3 separate regions of the Rattus norvegicus genome follow, and all the other regions are linked to region 1. A link is a contact called in public Hi-C data. All regions are on one chromosome and are shown on one strand. Each heading gives the region's core, a stretch centred on a gene start, on an enhancer-like site or on the middle of the called end of the contact. The rest is flanking DNA. Distances are from core to core; before and after follow the strand shown. Region 1 has its middle 27 kb from the start of Smim41. Region 2 has its middle 22 kb from the start of Krt8. Region 3 overlaps LOC134479613 (a long non-coding RNA gene).

Region 1 (2,700 bases), core at 90-2,589:
CTGGGAGAGGAGGCAGAAAGCTTACAAATGCTGACAATATGTGCACGCAAGCCTCAAGCCACTTGTCACTGCTTAGTTAAACAGAAAAGCAGCAGCAGACTGGAAGTGTTATAACTCAGTGGCCGGGAGCTTGCTTAGCATGGGCAAGGCCCCCCAGTTTGGTTTTCCAGTGCTGTAAAACCGAAACAAAAATCCCAACATCCTAGACACAAAACCAGAGGAAGCAGGTCACACTGACCCAGGTCCTCCTGGTATAAAACCATCTAAAGCTGACAGGATAAACAAGCAGTAAATCTGGTTAGCAACTCCTTTCTTTAATACCTACCCGTGGTTTTAGGACAGCAGCCTCTGACTGACTGCGAAGGTAAACCATCAGTAATAGAAGGTGGTTACTTACTGTCCTCAGTTGGCTTAGGAGGGTGAACTGAGCCCCGCTTTCATGCCCAAGGCTCAGGCCATCCTAGGCAGAATGAGGGTCCCATGCCTACTTCTACAAAAAGCCCTAGGCAGCAGGGTGGTGGTAGCACCCAGGAGGCAGAAGTAGGAGGATCTTTGTGAGTTCGAGGCCAGCCTGGTCTACAGAGTGAGTTCCAGGACAGACAGGACTACAAAGAGAAACCATGCCTGGAAAGTCTGGATGGGAATGGCTGTTCTTTCTCACAGTCTCCGAGAGGCTGATATCCTTTTACTGCTTCAGCGAAAACTCTGTTTAAAGGCCTGCCATTAAGATACTTCCTCCTTCTCTTGCTCAGTTTGGTTTTATCTGGTGAGAGGCCACAGGAGAGACCCCCACCAGAGGACCTGCATGGTTCTCCAGGTCCTCGATTACGAGACCAGACTCAGCCATGCGTGGCCTTCTTCACAGCATCCTAGCTGTGCAGAGTTAGAGAGACGGGAGAGTTCATTCTGCTCTCCAGGGCTGGCCAGTGCCTCAGAGCAGTATAGTATCTGTGCCAAGCACTTAGCATGGGTTGTCAGGCTGAGTTACCCAGCCAGCTCTGGGCACTCTGGGTCCTGAGCCTGACCTGACCATCCCGTTCCGAGAGTCTGTTTCGAACGCTGCAGGCTCTGGAGTACTTAGTGTCCCTGGGTGTTACGAGTGTGGTGTCCTCGGCCTCGGTCAACATTCCCATAAAATATGGTTTCCTTTTTGCTTTAAAAATGTTTTTCTTAGGGCACAGCCAGTCCACCCACCCCTCAGCTTTCTTCCTAGCAAGACCTGCGTGAGCAATTTTTATTGCAATGAGATAAAGACTTTGTGGCCACAGAGCAAACAGCCTGCTTCCTGCAGATAGTCCTGGGTCAGATTTCTCCTCCCCACCCGGCTGCCTGGAGACTTAGTCACAACGTTCTTGCCACCTCTGTTTCCCAGGGCTAAGTGCTTTTCACTTCTGTGTGTTCGTTGGGACTTTGAGATGGATTGCTTCCCACTTTGACTATTGGGAAGAAGAAGCAGGCTGTCATTGATGATAAAATTAAGAATGAGAACCCCCTAATTGTAAAGGAAATATCTGTGTTCCCGTGGCAGTGGGTTCCACTGCTGTACTTGAACATCAGCCAGGCAGAGTTTATCAGAGGTGGGGCAGAAAGAGAGAGGAGACAGCCTTAGAAGGCAGGGGATGGCCATCTTGTAAGAGAGGTACAGCTTTAAGGCTGGAGCTGGCCAGAGGGGGACCCTGAAGCAGTCCACTTGTAGGCTGATGGGAAACAGGGCCCTGACCCCAGTCCTATCATTCAGAGCTGTGTGACCTTGGGTGACTCACTCAGCCTTTCTAGCAATAGTGACTGTCACAAGGGATGTTGGGAGGACTAGGTGCTTAAATTATTATACATGAGGGGCAAGAATAGAGCCTGGCGTTTTAGTAGTGAAAGGATCTTGTGCTGTGGTTGAATGGGTGGAGGGAGGATGCAGGAGGAGGAGGAAGGCTAGGAGGAGGAGGGAGAGGAGGGCTTGCAGTGAGCACTGGGGAGCTTCGACTGACTGGGTGGATAGATGGAGGAGGGTTCACAGTGAGCGCTTGTGTGTGTGTGTGTGTGTGTGTGTGTGTGTGTGTGTGTGTTAGTGTTAGTTTGGAGTGAGCTGACACAGCTGTGAGGTAAAACATGTCCTGGTGTAAAGCTTCCTGTGGACTCTGGAAGGATTGAAGAGGGGGCAATAAGGTGTTTTCTTTGCATGGACTGTCTAGGGCCAGCCACCTCCTTTTGATGCCCAAGAGGCCTGGATTCAGGATGTTGGGCAGATAGAGGGGGTTTGAGATGGGCACACCCCCTCTCTCCACTCAGCTGCTCTGACTTCCTTCTCTCCTTGGCTGGCACCCAGGAATTTCGACAGGGAGCTCACCGATAAAGGACCAGGATTGCCCTGTTTAGCAAACACCACTAGCGAGACCCTTAGCAATGGCTCTGTGACCATGCTGTAGGTCCAGCCTCCTTGTGACAATGAAGCTCACACAAGCTCGGGGGTGCCACCAGGAGGATCCAACCTGCAGAGACCGGAGGATGGCTAAGAACCTGGTGTCCCCAAGCAAAGAGAGGTGCAGCAGGCGCGGGAACTCCTCCGTGTGTTGTTCAGAACGATGCTCAAGAGATTAGGCAACTTCACCAGGCTCTAACCTGTGTGAATGGAGAGTGAAGGGGGTGGGGGTGGGGACAGGACGAGTGAGATAGTGATCTGAGATGCAGCAGTACTGACAGAAACAC
Region 2 (2,908 bases), core at 345-2,844, 670 kb after region 1:
CACACACATACACACACCCACATACACACAGGCACACACATATACACACACTCATACACATGCACACAAATACACATTCACACGTGTGCATGTGCACACATACACACACATGCACTTACACACACACAAACACGTTTTTCAAGAGTCAGGAAAGTCCCTTGAACAGCACTAGGTAACAGTGTGAGGCTCCTCTGCCCTCCACAGTGCTGACTGTCAGTCAAGCAACACAGTGTAGCAGCCCCACTGTAGGCCTCGGGCTGGATACCCCTTCGGGATCTGGGTTCAGTAACATCATACTCCTGGTAGTGCCCCATGTAGTGCTTCTCTCTGTGCAAGTAACACATCAACAAATGTCTCTCTCACACATCTGCCGTTGTTCCCAGAGCTTCATGCTTCCTGATTCAGTGCGAGCACGTCTGTCTGTGCCTGCCTCTACCTGTCTGTGCCTGTGCACATACAACCTCTACAGAAGATTGCCTCTGGTCTCAAAAGCATGTGAGTACTCATGCACCTGCACACGCATGCACGCACACTCACTCCCTGCCAAGCTTCTGTGGATAGGAAAGCCATCGCTTCAGAGGGCAAAGGAAATGCATACAGGCCTCCCTTCCATTTAGACATCAGGTATTCAAGACCACCCCTCCCCTGCCAGGCACAGGGACACAGGTCCTGACCTCGCTCAGTGTGGATTAAGGGTTGAGGGCCTTGTGGTAGAGTCAGGAAATGCAGGTACAGACTCCAGGGACTGTCAGGGAAGGTCATATCTGAATTGAGAGTCCAAATGCCCACCGAATGGACAGGCAAGACGTTGGAAGCATATTTGGGGTCAGGCATACACAGCCACAAAGCAGATGGTGCGTGGTTTCTTCAAGGATCCTGATAGGAACTGGGCTACTTTTAGCAGCAGAGAAAGGATCCCTCCAGATCTCTGGTCACATCAGGCAGGCCCTAACGCTCAGGTTTCCTGTGTGCTCCTACTGATACAATGGAGGGACACACACTACACTGGAAAGCAAGACATTTAAGCTCCCACTCTGGCATGACCCCAACTGTGCACCCTGAGACTCCAGGACTACAGGGTGCTGGGCCTATGAGCTGGGGACCCACATAGGCCAACTAAGCCCTAGTAACTCAGGTGTGCCCTTCTGATGCCTGCCTTGCTTGTGCCCCCTGGGGCCTGGTCTACCTCCTTTTCGGTCTGCCAACCTTATGAGGCATGGACCACCAGCCTCCGCCTCAGAAGGCTCTAAAGATGGTACTTAGCTCCTGGAACCACGTGCTGCCTCCTGCTGGACAGATGGGGGACAGCAAGCAAGCGAGGCAATGTGACTACAAGCCCTTGGCGCCTCTCCTCTGGTATTTAGACCTGCAGTGCACGGCTTCCTTCACAAACAAGGCTGCCCAGGACGTCTCCCATCTCTTGGCATTCAGCTCACCTCCCACCCACCCACCCGGATACCATACAAGGTGTGGGACTCCTGTGGATAGAGACTAAAATCCACACAAATGTCACTCGCCACGTCACAGTCTACCCAAAACAATGAGAACTTCCCGATTAGTACAAAGCATGCCTCTGTGGCCAATGATAGGCTGTGATCAGGAGCCGCCCAGGTCTGGCTCCTGGAATAGGAGCTGCAAGTTGCTGGCACGCTCGGCTCTGGGCGACAGAGCAGTTTCCTCCGTGCTCCTCTGCTGCCCCCTAGTGGACAGATAGTGTACCTCCGGTGTACTCAAACACGTCCCCTCCGCCAGGGAGGAAACTGAAAATCCAAGAGCTTGGAAGGTTAGGCTTCTGATCTGTACGCCTCGTCCTAGGAGACCATCAGATTGACAGAAGACAGGTCTGGCCACTGGATTCTCCCATACAGATGCCAACCTGTACAGAGGGCACTCTGATGAAGTATTTGAGAATCCCAAATTCTGCATTCCTGGGACAAAACTGATTTTCTCTGAAATGAAGAAGGGAGAAATTAGGAGAACAGTAATGGGGCACTCTCTTGTCCCAGCGCTCAGAAGGCAGAGGCAGGCAGATCTCTAAGTTGAAGCCAGCCTCGTCTACAGAGCAGGCTCTGAGACAGCCAGGGCTACATGGAGAAAGCCTGCCTCAAAAAAGGGGGGGGGTGCTTATTTAATAGCTTCTCTTCTTAAAACTTCAAATGGGGTCAAGTGTGGTGAGACATGCACATTTCACCCCATCGCCTGAGAGACAGAGGAAGATCCCTATGAGTTTGGCGCCAGACTGGTTTACACAGAGAGTTCCAGGCCAGGCAAAGCTACTTAATGAAGCCCTGTTTAAAAATAAACAAACAGGTGTTGTTGATGTATTTTGACAACTGCTCCTGCTTTATGAGTTGAGGGGACAGGACGACCCGTGGAAGGATGGTGTGTGAAAAGTGTGAAAAGAAACTCAGCAGGGTTGTCACTCCAGACACATGGAAGGGCAGGGCCCGGAACATCACAGAAAATAAAGCTTTGACATCAAAAGAAGCAAGGTTTGATCCACATGGAAAAAAATAAGTTCTCCACTTGCAGAATTTGTAAAAGTTCTGTACACCAGCCAGGTTCTCATGACAGTCGAGGCTGTGCCTACAAAAAAGGCATTTGTGCGATGTGCGGCAGAAAGGTTTTGGATACTAAAAACTACAAGCAGACGCCTGTCTGGATACGTTGATGAAGATTCTGACTCTGTGGTTGTGCATTGTGCTCCAGCTTTTCAAGGTGCAACACGGATTCCATCTTGCAAAATGACCTGTTTGAAGATGAATGATTCGGTCAGAAGCAGGGACGTTGATCGGTATTGATCTGTCCGCTCTCGTGAAGTTCTGAATGAAGTTTCTGCCTTAGGTGGTTATTTTCCTTGTGAGCATTCGACTGAACTAGATAAGTGACAAAAATCAATGAATGAGGT
Region 3 (2,700 bases), core at 43-2,542, 760 kb after region 1:
TATGGGGCAAGGACCGTGGTGGGGGTATAGATGGGTGCATGACCCTTCACCTCAGCCCGGTGTTGATAACAGCACACAATGCGATCCCTCCCTCGGGTTATCCTCAAAGCCCCAGCACCTTCTGTCTCCACTCCCTCCTGGCTCTGTAAACATCATTAAGCTTCACGAAGTTAAGACAAAATCTAATCTTATCCTTACATTCCATCTCCACCATCACCCCGTAATTGGCCCATTCCTTAATTCTTCCAGACCCCTTTGAGTCCATTGAGCTCTCCCAGACAGTGCTGCCTAACGGTGCCTATTGCCAGGGCTTTTTCCTGCTCCTGTTTGCACACACTGCGCTCTCCTTCCCTGTAGCCTTCCTCTCCTAACTCTCAGCTCCTGGGCTCTCTCCTCTGACACCCCGCTACTAAACTGGCTTCACTCAGGGGAGATTGTTCTGTCCCTAGCTGGGGAGCCTGGCCTTACAGCTGGCCAAAGACCATGATCCTTGGCTTGTTATCTGGGGCATCAGTTATGTGAATGAACACTATCTTTGTGCCAAGATGTGGCCTGCTCGTTCTTCCTAAAAGGGAAAAGAGAGAATCCCACAATGGGAAGGGCAGAACCTTCTAGCCAGAAATTAAGAGATATCTAAATGCTGATTTAAATGAGAGATCCCTGCTCCAAAGCCTGATGTACAGGTCTTGTGTAAAAGGAGATCATAATGGAGTAAAGAGAGGCCCAAAGAGGGGCGCAGAGGCTGAGGAAGAGGCCATGGTAGGTTAGGAGCCTGACTATAGAGGCTAAAGGGACCAAAACCAAATTGTGAGAAAGAATGTGTGGTACCTATTCTAGATTAAAGAAAACAGAACTTTACTTGGGGGACAGGGGGCGTCTTATCTGATGTTTACATTCCAGAGGACCCTGCAGCTTCTCTTCTTCATGAGAAAACATCTGCAAGGGTGTCCTTCCCAAACAAAGCAGAGAGATTCCAGTCTCTCCCTCAGCTTCCCCTCCCCACCCCCAGCCCCGCACCTCTGACCCTGCTGTCTGGATGTCTAGCTGGCTTAGAGGACTGAGAACAGGAGTCTGTCTCCATTTTCTCTTTCCTTGCCTGCTCTGAAATCATCCCTTGAGATGCCTTCCCTGAGATAACACGAGAGGAAGTTTCCGGGCCCTAAAAGGACAAACAGGCGCATACACACACGCACACACGCACGCATGCACGTAGGCAGGCACAACCTTGTGCTGACACACACCTCCACACCCCAGAACATTCACGCACAAAATATCAGAAATAGCCTCGGAGGGAAATAGCTGAGTCTCTCAGTCACTCTGCCTCTCTCCACGCTACCCTCAACAGAAAGTCAGGGCTAGAGAGGTCAGGAGTTAAGAGTACTTGCTGCTCTTTCAAAGTTCAGTTCACAACTGCCTGCAACTGCAGGCCTAGGGGAATCCAACACCTCTGATCTCTGAGAGCACCTTTGTTCAAATAAAATACCCACATATGAGGCACAGTTTAAACGCAATAAATCTTTTTTTTTTTTAAAAGAAAGGTGAAGGAAGTCAACACATCATTAGTCCGTCTGTCTATCCTGTCTGTAGTAGGTCAGACACCGTGCTGGCACTGCTGAGAGGTGGCTACCCTCAGTATCCAGTAGTAGAAACTATGATCCAGCTATTAAAAGAGAGACAAAGTTGTCTTGGAGAATCAGGAAAGCGGTGACCTCTGAGTTGGCCTGTAGGGAACCTGTTGGAAATGAATGCACACGCAGTGTGGAAGGGCATCCTAGGCCAGAGGAAAGACCTGGCAAAGGTCTGGACCCTCCTCCCCCGCCCTCTCCAGCATCCTGTCCAGGGGCCGTTAGACATGTTCCTGGGTTTCTGGGGATCACTAGACATGTTGTGCTGGCTAGTTTTATGTCAACCTGACACAAGTTGCAGTTATCTGAAAGGAGGGAGCCTTAGTTGAGAAAATGACTCCGTTAGATCCAACTGTAGGACATTTTCTTAATTAGTGATTGACGTGGGAGGGCCCAACCCATCGTAGGTGGTGCCATCTCTGGGCCGGTGATCCTGGGTGCTGTAAGAAAGAGTGGGCTGTGCAAACCACAAGGAGCAAACCAGTAAGCTTGGCCTCTACATCAGCTCCTGCCTCCAGGAGTCTGCCTTGTTTGAGTTCCTGTCTGACTTCCCTCATTGATAGCTGAAAATGTAAGACAAATAAAGCCTTTCCTCCCCAACCTGCTTTCAGGCACCACGCGCATGCGCACACACAATCCCCTTCAACCTCGTCCTCATGGATGTCTCCTTTGCCTTCTCAGGGCCCTGGTGACAGACCAGCGGTGTTAATATGAAGGAAGAAACAGGGAGACAGAAGAGAAGATCAACCATCTGAGAGAGCCAGGCCCAGAACCAGATCTTGTCTGGGGAACAGAGGAAGTCTGAAGCTTCGCTTTGGATAGCTGTTCGAACTGTCTCTTCGGACATTTCATTCCAAACCTGCTTATTGTTTTGTCCTCACAGCTTCATCAGCAGTCTCCACTTTACTGATGGCAGTTGAGGTAGTGGCCTGACTCCAGCAGTCCCTACCTCTCTCTGCCCCCTGGTGACCTTCTAGCTGCAAACGCAGCGGCTTCTTTCTAACCAGCAGCCGCGGTGCTGTGCTCTGATTTCCTGGTTTACAGCGCCACCGTTTGGACAGTTTTAACTAAGAGG

The links. Hi-C and Micro-C count contacts between places; a contact is called where the count stands out from the background.
Region 2: a Hi-C map of the A7r5 cell line shows a contact between it and region 1, with 8 times the contacts expected there. The contact joins two enhancer-like sites. A contact is called at or near these places in 4 of 12 Hi-C or Micro-C datasets (the A7r5 cell line, the Rat2 cell line, kidney and 1 more).
Region 3: a Hi-C map of the A7r5 cell line shows a contact between it and region 1, with 5 times the contacts expected there. The contact joins two enhancer-like sites. A contact is called at or near these places in 5 of 12 Hi-C or Micro-C datasets (the A7r5 cell line, kidney, mammary epithelial cells and 1 more).

Annotation. Positions count from the first base shown.
Region 1 is chr7:134,314,557-134,317,256 of GRCr8, forward strand. No RefSeq gene overlaps it. Among named protein-coding and RNA genes, the nearest start is that of Smim41, 27 kb to the left of the region's middle. Within about 2 kb of position 1,340, at least 17 of the 93 cell types and tissues checked have an H3K27ac peak or open chromatin away from gene starts, as enhancers often do. A contact at or near this core is called in the A7r5 cell line, where this site is marked.
Region 2 is chr7:134,987,072-134,989,979 of GRCr8, forward strand. It overlaps the pseudogene LOC103692986. Among named protein-coding and RNA genes, the nearest start is that of Krt8, 22 kb to the right of the region's middle. Within about 2 kb of position 1,595, at least 37 of the 93 cell types and tissues checked have an H3K27ac peak or open chromatin away from gene starts, as enhancers often do. A contact at or near this core is called in the A7r5 cell line, where this site is marked.
Region 3 is chr7:135,074,724-135,077,423 of GRCr8, forward strand. It overlaps LOC134479613 (a long non-coding RNA gene), which reads left to right. Exons shown (of 3, transcript XR_010053156.1): 3 at 2,307-2,700. Among named protein-coding and RNA genes, the nearest start is that of Eif4b, 9.2 kb to the right of the region's middle. Within about 2 kb of position 1,293, at least 4 of the 93 cell types and tissues checked have an H3K27ac peak or open chromatin away from gene starts, as enhancers often do. A contact at or near this core is called in the A7r5 cell line, where this site is marked.